2 separate regions of the Xenopus tropicalis genome follow, and region 1 is linked to region 2. The links are chromatin contacts, called in public Hi-C maps. All regions are on one chromosome and are shown on one strand. Each heading gives the region's core, a stretch centred on a gene start, on an enhancer-like site or on the middle of the called end of the contact. The rest is flanking DNA. Distances are from core to core; before and after follow the strand shown. Region 1 holds the start of nlrc3 (NLR family CARD domain-containing protein 3). Region 2 holds the start of adcy9 (adenylate cyclase type 9).

The links. Hi-C and Micro-C count contacts between places; a contact is called where the count stands out from the background.
Region 1: a contact with region 2 is called in a Hi-C map of liver, with 4 times the contacts expected there. The contact joins the promoter of nlrc3 here to the promoter of adcy9 in region 2. A contact is called at or near these places in 2 of 5 Hi-C or Micro-C datasets (liver and neurula embryo).

Annotation. Positions count from the first base shown.
Region 1 is chr9:20,693,967-20,697,799 of UCB_Xtro_10.0, reverse strand. nlrc3 (NLR family CARD domain-containing protein 3) reads right to left here and starts at 1,385. Exons shown (of 18, transcript XM_018097257.2): 1 at 1,283-1,385; 2 at 937-1,197; 3 at 1-754. The coding sequence starts at 1,289.
Region 2 is chr9:20,512,560-20,516,111 of UCB_Xtro_10.0, reverse strand. It overlaps adcy9 (adenylate cyclase type 9), which reads right to left and starts at 2,008. Exons shown (of 14, transcript XM_031892851.1): 1 at 1,173-2,008; 2 at 1,057-1,170; 3 at 1-1,054. The coding sequence starts at 1,212.

The DNA.
Region 1 (3,833 bases), core at 136-2,635, 180 kb before region 2:
AGGGTATGATGGGCCTGCAGGTGACTCCAAACCCGCTCAGCTATTCCTTTGGGTTCTGGTAGTAACTGTTTCAAAAACACTTTAATTTCACCTGCCCCCAGCCCTGGAATTTCAGTCATACGATCAATAAGACCCCCAGGGATCTTGGCAGCTGCACCGGGCCTTGAGGTCACCCACACCGAACAGTCTGCCAGCAGGTTTCCCCGAAGTATATTAGTGATCAGACATTCAGGTGTGAGCTCCTTCTGGGGGTCAGTGCAAGCCACAGAGTCCGAAAAGTCCAAAGGTGCCCGTAATTCATCCAGTCCATCCAAGATCAGAAGGGCCCCAGGAGGGGACACAAGGTAACGTGGACAGCATAGATGAACCAGTCGCTCTGCAGAAAGTCTGTCGTGGGCATTCAGCTCCCAGAGCCCTAGTGAAAGTACACATGAGATGTTGGAACACAACTCCTTCCGGGCCCACCTCTCAACAAAAAGTCTTACTAGGGTGCTTTTGCCAGCTCCTGCCACTCCCAGTGTCAGGGTGAGCCGAGGAGGCAGGCTGACCCGTGATAGGGGCATCAGTAGTTTCTCCAAAGATAGCTTTTTGAGAGTGCCCCTTCCTCCTTGCCCTAACTCCAGCTGCACAAAGTCATGTTCCTGAACCTGGGCGTCTGTGAGGCCCTCTATCAGCCACAAGTATTCCAGCTGTGTCAGCAATGGGGGCTGGTTTATGCTGCCAACGCTGTCCAAATGCTTCAGAACCAATGGATCTGTGGAAATCAGAAAAGAGGCACCATCAGCCACAGCAATGTAATTACAGTATTTCCAGTTACTACTAGGTTTATAGCTATAGTTCATCACAAATTAGGAGTCACTGCCTTCTTGTATTGCCCTTGGCCTCATACAGTCTAACTCCGGCCCAATGAATATAATGCTGAGGACATTTCCATACCATAGTGACGCATTCGCAGGTACAGGGAGGTGCAGCTGTTCTCTATACAGTTTTGAAGTGCCTGAACCCCACTCTTGCCTTTCCCTTCCAACGCCGCCAGTAGGGCTTCTGCTTGGCTGGGGAGATATGAAATGTCCTGCAGGCGCTGGATCTCCTCTTCATTCAGTACCTTGAGGTCCTTCAGTTCAACCAATATCCCCTGCAAGGAGTCCGGGCAGATACAGTGCACCAGCAGCCTCCTGTATCGGAAGACCCACAGGCCTGTGACAGTGAGGACAAGCAGTTACAATAAGGCAATAATAATGTCTGTTCTGCCAATAGGGCCACATTCCGAACCAACACTTACCTTCCATATCATTATATCACAATACCAATGAGCAGTCTCTGAGCCAGGCTGGGGTCTGTGACATGCCTATGTGGGCACTGGGCAAAAACATCATCTTCCTACCATCACCTACAAGGCAGGACAAGAAGTCACATTTTCGACAGTTGCTTTATCAGTCTCTCCTACTGGCTTAGTGGCCAGTGTGGCCATACATGGGGCACAACATTGGTACAAGCAGATAAAGGCATACAGAGGCAGTTCAGCATTAATATAAAACCAGATCAACCAATTAGCCGCTGTATGATGTCCCATCCAGATTTATTGCACAACTTATTGCATTTCATGCACCAAGGGTATATGACCCCTTTAATATATACCTACATTTATACCTGTAGACAAAATGCAAGATGCCTCTGGTCTTTGACTTTCCCATGTGTCTGCATTAAAGGGTAAGTCTGCTCACCTTACCTGGGGGGGGATAAATGTTGAGTTTTTGCTTCCCTGTAGACAGGGTTGGTTTTAGGAAAGGCCTCAGTAAACCTTTGCCCCGGGTATTGACATGGAAGGGGCCATTACAGCCCGGACGGATAGCCCAGCACCAATGATATCCTATAACACACACCCCATTCTGAATTCTCATTATGGGATTATACAGTATTGGAAGGGCTAGGGGCGGGAGGTTGATAATGAGTTTATATGAAACTATAAAGGTATAGTGGCCCTTTAACAGCAAATTGCACATAGGGAAACCCTCATTGCACCGGATGCAAGCCACTACCCTGCCAGTATGGTGATCTAAATATCAGAAATTCCCTTATCCAGAAAACTCCAGGGCCCAAGTATTCCAGACAATACCCAATACCTGTGTAGGAAAGAAACAGGGGGCAATTATACGAGACAAGGAGGACTGGGGATATAGGGAAGAGGAGAGAGAGGTTCGGGGGCAACTGAACAAGATATAACATTGGGCAGGGCAGTTTTACTAAATGGGCAAAAGGTCCTTTTACCCACTCCCAGGGCTGTTAGTTCAGGGAGCTGCAGGTGGGCCCCAATTGTGCTTGCTAGTACAAACAGGCCATCACTTTATTGCCCTCTAGCTCTCCTGCTTGAGAGTAACACTATTACAAATCGGGAAGGCTCTAGGGGGCCCACCAATGAGATCTTTCCCTGGGCCCACTGGCACTTTACATTGGCCCTAAACATGGGAATGGGGCTGTATGGGAGAGGAGGGAGACAGGGCGGCTATACTGGGCATACACACATGGAGAGCAGATCTAAATAAAAGAAGAAGGTATTTGGCACAGTAAGAACAGATGTGGCTTGAATAGGAACACAAGCAATGGGAAGCTACAGGGAGAAGCGACAGGGAGAAGCGACAGGGAGAAGCTAAAGGGAGAAGCTACAGGAGAAGCTACAGGGAGAAGCTAAAGGGAGAAGCGACAGGGAGAAGCTAAAGGGAGAAGCTACAGGAGAAGCGACAGGGAGAAGCTAAAGGGAGAAGCGACAGGGAGAAGCATAGAGAAGGGAAGGGTGAGTGACAGGGGGAGAGTGCAGGAAGGAATTAGAAGGATATAAATATACGACAATGAGAAACTCACAACAAAATTAAGTTAAAATGAAAACCCACCAGTTTGGTCCAATCTTCTCCCTTTGTGGGTTCCCATGTGATGCCTCTACCACATTCTCTCTCTCTTACTCCATCTCCCCTACTAATCGCTGTACCTCAGCCCCTTGTTCTTCTCTGCTGATCAACAGGGTGCTCCCTTCTACTCCCACAGCACCACGGTGTCTGGGCCCCACCACCCACCACCTCCCCTTTGGTCCAGTGCTCTGAGCATCTCACCTCTTCCTGCTGAGCGCGTCGCCCTGTGTAACTTCCTGCCTCTCTGCGCTCTGTCTGTCTGTGCACTGAGACATGTGGGCTGGGGGGCGGGGGTGACAGACTCTGCTCAACTCTTTCTAGATATAAACCCTTAGATATAGTGCTGGGGACACATCAACTTTTCCCTACACCTGAGATTTGGCATAACCTATATATGACTCTCCATCTTCTTCTTTTTCATGTCCCATCTTGTTTCTTCTAAGCAATCTGCTAGAGATTAAATATTTTCTTTACCTTCCATCCCACAGTCCCTTCCCAGAGGCTATTATCCCCCCACTGCGGCTATATGCACCATCTCTCCCTACTATACCTGCTATCCCACAGCCCCAGTCCCTTCCCAGAGGCTATTATCCCCCCACTGCTACCATAGGCACCATCTCCCCCTACTATACCTGCTATCCCACAGCCACAGTCCCTTCCCAGAGGCTATTATCCCCCCACTGCTACTATAGGCACCATCTCTCCCTACTATACCTGCTATCCCACAGTCACAGTCCCTTCCCAGAGGCTATTATCCCCCCATTGATATTATAGGCACCATCTCTCCCTACTATACCTGCTATCCCACAGCCACAGTCCCTTCCCAGAGGCTATTATCCCCCCACTGCTACTATAGGCACCATCTCTCCCTACTATACCTGCTATCCCACAGTCACAGTCCCTTCCCAGAGGCTATTATCCCCCCACTGC
Region 2 (3,552 bases), core at 759-3,258:
TCATCTCCCTGTTTCATCAAGTCATCTGCAATGATTCTCGGCATAACCGAATGAATCATTCTCTCTTTAAGTGCTTTCTCCACTTCCAAGTCCTTGCCATGCATAATGGACTGGCCGACTTTTAAAAAGGTGCTACGAGATCGGACCTCAGACATTATGAAAAGATGCACACCTATAGCATGAATGCAAATATGCAACAGTGCCTTGCTGAGAAGCTCCCAGTGGGCCATTCTGCCCACTAATGGGCCAAAACACCGTTCATCTCTAAAATGATATCCAAATGTTTCAAAGAGGATCGAGTAAGCAACGCCAAGGCAGGCACTGAGGTATAGAGGCAAGTGCATGACTGTGTAGAGGAGAAGCAGGACCTCCACACATATGGAGAAACTGCCCACCTGAGAGAGGCAAGAAGAGAAATCTGTTGCTGTAGAGGATGTTAGGTTTAAGAGACTGTCACTAACTAATCCAGGGCTTAGCACCTGGAACTGAGAAGCCAAAGTCAGTGCAAATACCAGCAGAGTAACAAGCAAGGAGATTGCTGTGCAATGGCGGGCATAGGACTTTGTAAAAGTGAAGGAAAAAAAGCCTAGGCACACTATAAGGAAGCACAGGGTAGGTGCCAAGTGACTAACAAGCTTGGACTTCATGTGGACACTAAAGTAGATGCTCCATAGCAGCCCAGCCACAGAGAGGTACATGAGAGCATAACGGAATCTGCGCTGGGTCTGAGGGAAGCACCTTTCCACACAGGCCTCCTCTAGATTATTGGAATCAAATTTAGGATTCCACCACCTCGATGTGGACCTCTCAAACAGCTGAGGAAGCTTTTTTTGCCTTCGGGCACCCCCAGAACCTCCGGCCTTTTTAACTCCAGACTCCCCTGAACTGCAGCTGGATGAAATACTGTATTTGCAACGCCTGGATGGCCCTTGGTGGTGCTGCCTATTAATTCTCACTGTCACGCTGCTGCAGTCCCCGCTCCCATCACACCTAACCTCAGTATGATGCAGCAGCTGCTGGTTCACAGGGGAAGCCATGTTGTTGATATAGAGTTGTCTGGGACTTTTCCCCCCTCTAACAACTCCACTCCACCACCTCTACCACCCCCTCCTGCTGTAACCTTCAACTGCAGACAAACGGAAGGGTTTTGACAGCTTCTAGCTTGCCCAAGGCTCCAGTCACTTGTATCTCCATGCAGAGTAGTCCGTGCATTCGCCGTGCCCTGGCAGCTTCATGCAGCAACACGGTACAATCTCCAATTCAGACTGAGGCAGACCTTCCCAGGATAAGGCAGCACAGCGCATACATCTCTGTGTATGTATGTATCTACGCTAAACAGATGAGAGGCATAAGGAGTGCTTGTTAAGCCCACCGGCGATCATTGCGCCCCCCCTCGCCCGTGTAAATATTTAGGATCTGCTCAGTCACCAATGCAAGCCATAAAGGAAACCCTGATACAGACATATATATGCCAGGGGGCTCCATCTGCCTTTGGGGAAAGCATCCAAAATCCACTCCAGAATCATTCAGTCAGGATCCATGGTGGCAGTCAGGATCCATGGTGGCAGTCAGCTTCTGGATTGTGTAGGTGGGGTTCTTTGAAATCCTTTAAAAGTATTGGCTTTTCCAGTAGGGTGGTCTTGTTGGTGTGCTGGGGGCTCTCAGTTGTTGGCTGTCCCTTCCTTGTCCCCCTTCTCGCTGCCTTTTCCTCATTGGGGTACAGGGGGAATGGTGAGGGGGGCACAGCGAAGAATGTGAGGCTCTGCCTCTCCAGCCATGAGGGGCCTCTGGGAAGCACACAGACAGGCCGCTCTCTCTCTCTCTCTGCCTTTCCTGACTGCTTTTCCTATGCCGAAAAGGGAGGGAGGAGTAGGAGGAGAGGAGACGGGAGGGGGCAGGCAGAGACAGAAGGGATGGGAGAAGGGGCTGCACAGCTAAATAGACCGTTACACTTACGTGATTCTAAGAAATAAAAGCAGAGGCAGCTATAAAGTAAAGCTCCCGGTACCCCCCCCCCCCCCCTTTATTTGCACTTGGTGCGCTCCGTGCGTATAAAAGGGTGAGCGGCGGCGGCGGCGCTTTCAATCTATTTTCCAAGTCGCCTGACGTTGTTGCTTTGAGCGGGGAGGGCATTTTCCGACACGCTTCTCTGCCATTTCTCTGACATGTTCGCAAACCCGCGGTGCCCATGGAACACAGTGCAGAGGGTGGGGGTTAACTCTTTGTCGACCAGAAAAAGAAGGGCGGGAGGGTTAGCTTTCTGTGTGAGGTGTAGTTGGGCTGGGGTTACTGGGCTAGCTGGGCTGGGGTTACTGGGCTAGCTGGGCTGGGGTTACTGGGCTAGCTGGGCTGGGGTTATTGGGCTAGCTGGGCTGGGGTTACTGGGCTAGCTGGGCTGGTGTTATTTGGCTAGCTGGGCTGGGGTTATTGGGCTAGCTGGGCTGGGGTTACTGGGCTAGCTGGGCTGGGGTTACTGGGCTAGCTGAGCTAGGGTTGCTGGGCTGGGGTTACTGGGCTAGCTGAGCTAGGGTTGCTGGGCTGGGGTTACTGGGCTAGCTTAGCTAGGGTTGCTGGGCTGGGGTTACTCGGCTAGCTGAGCTAGGGTTGCTGGGCTAGGCTAGGGTTACTGGGCTAGCTTAGCTAGGGTTGCTTGGCTAGCTTAGCTAGGGTTGCTGGGCTGGGGTTACTGGGCTAGCTGGGCTGGGGTTACTGGGCTAGCTGGGCTAGGGTTACTGGGCTAGCTGGGCTGGAGTTACTGGGCTAGCTTAGCTAGGGTTGCTTGGCTAGCTTAGCTAGGGTTGCTGGGCTGGGGTTACTGGGCTAGCTGGGCTGGGGTTACTGGGCTAGCTGGGCTGGAGTTACTGGGCTAGCTTAGCTAGGGTTGCTTGGCTAGCTTAGCTAGGGTTGCTGGGCTGGGGTTACTGGGCTAGCTTAGCTAGGGTTGCTGGGCTGGGGTTACTGGGCTAGCTGAGCTAGGGTTTCTGGGCTAGGCTAGGGTTACTGGGCTAGCTTAGCTAGGGTCGCTTGGCTAGCTTAGCTAGGGTTGCTGGGCTGGGGTTACTGGGCTAGCTGGGCTGGGGTTACTGGGCTAGCTGGGCCAGGGTTACTGGGCTAGCTGGGCTGGAGTTACTGGGCTAGCTTAGCTAGGGTTGCTTTGCTAGCTTAGCTAGGGTTGCTGGGCTGGGGTTACTGGGCTAGCTGGGCTGGGGTTACTGGGCTAGCTGGGCTAGGGTTACTGGGCTAGCTGGGCTGGAGTTACTGGGCTAGCTTAGCTAGGGTTGCTGGGCTGGGGTTACTGGGCTAGCTTAGCTAGGGTTGCTGGGCTAGCTTAGCTAGGGTTGCTGGGCTGGGGTTACTGGGCTAGCTGGGCTGGGGTTACTGGGCTAGCTGGGCTAGGGTTACTGGGCTAGCTGGGCTGGAGTTACTGGGCTAGCTTAGCTAGGGTTGCTTGGCTAGCTTAGCTAGGGTTGCTGGGCTGGGGTTACTGGGCTAGCTGGGCTGCGGTTACTGGGCTAGCTGGGCTGGGGTTACTGGGCTAGCTGGGCTAGGGTT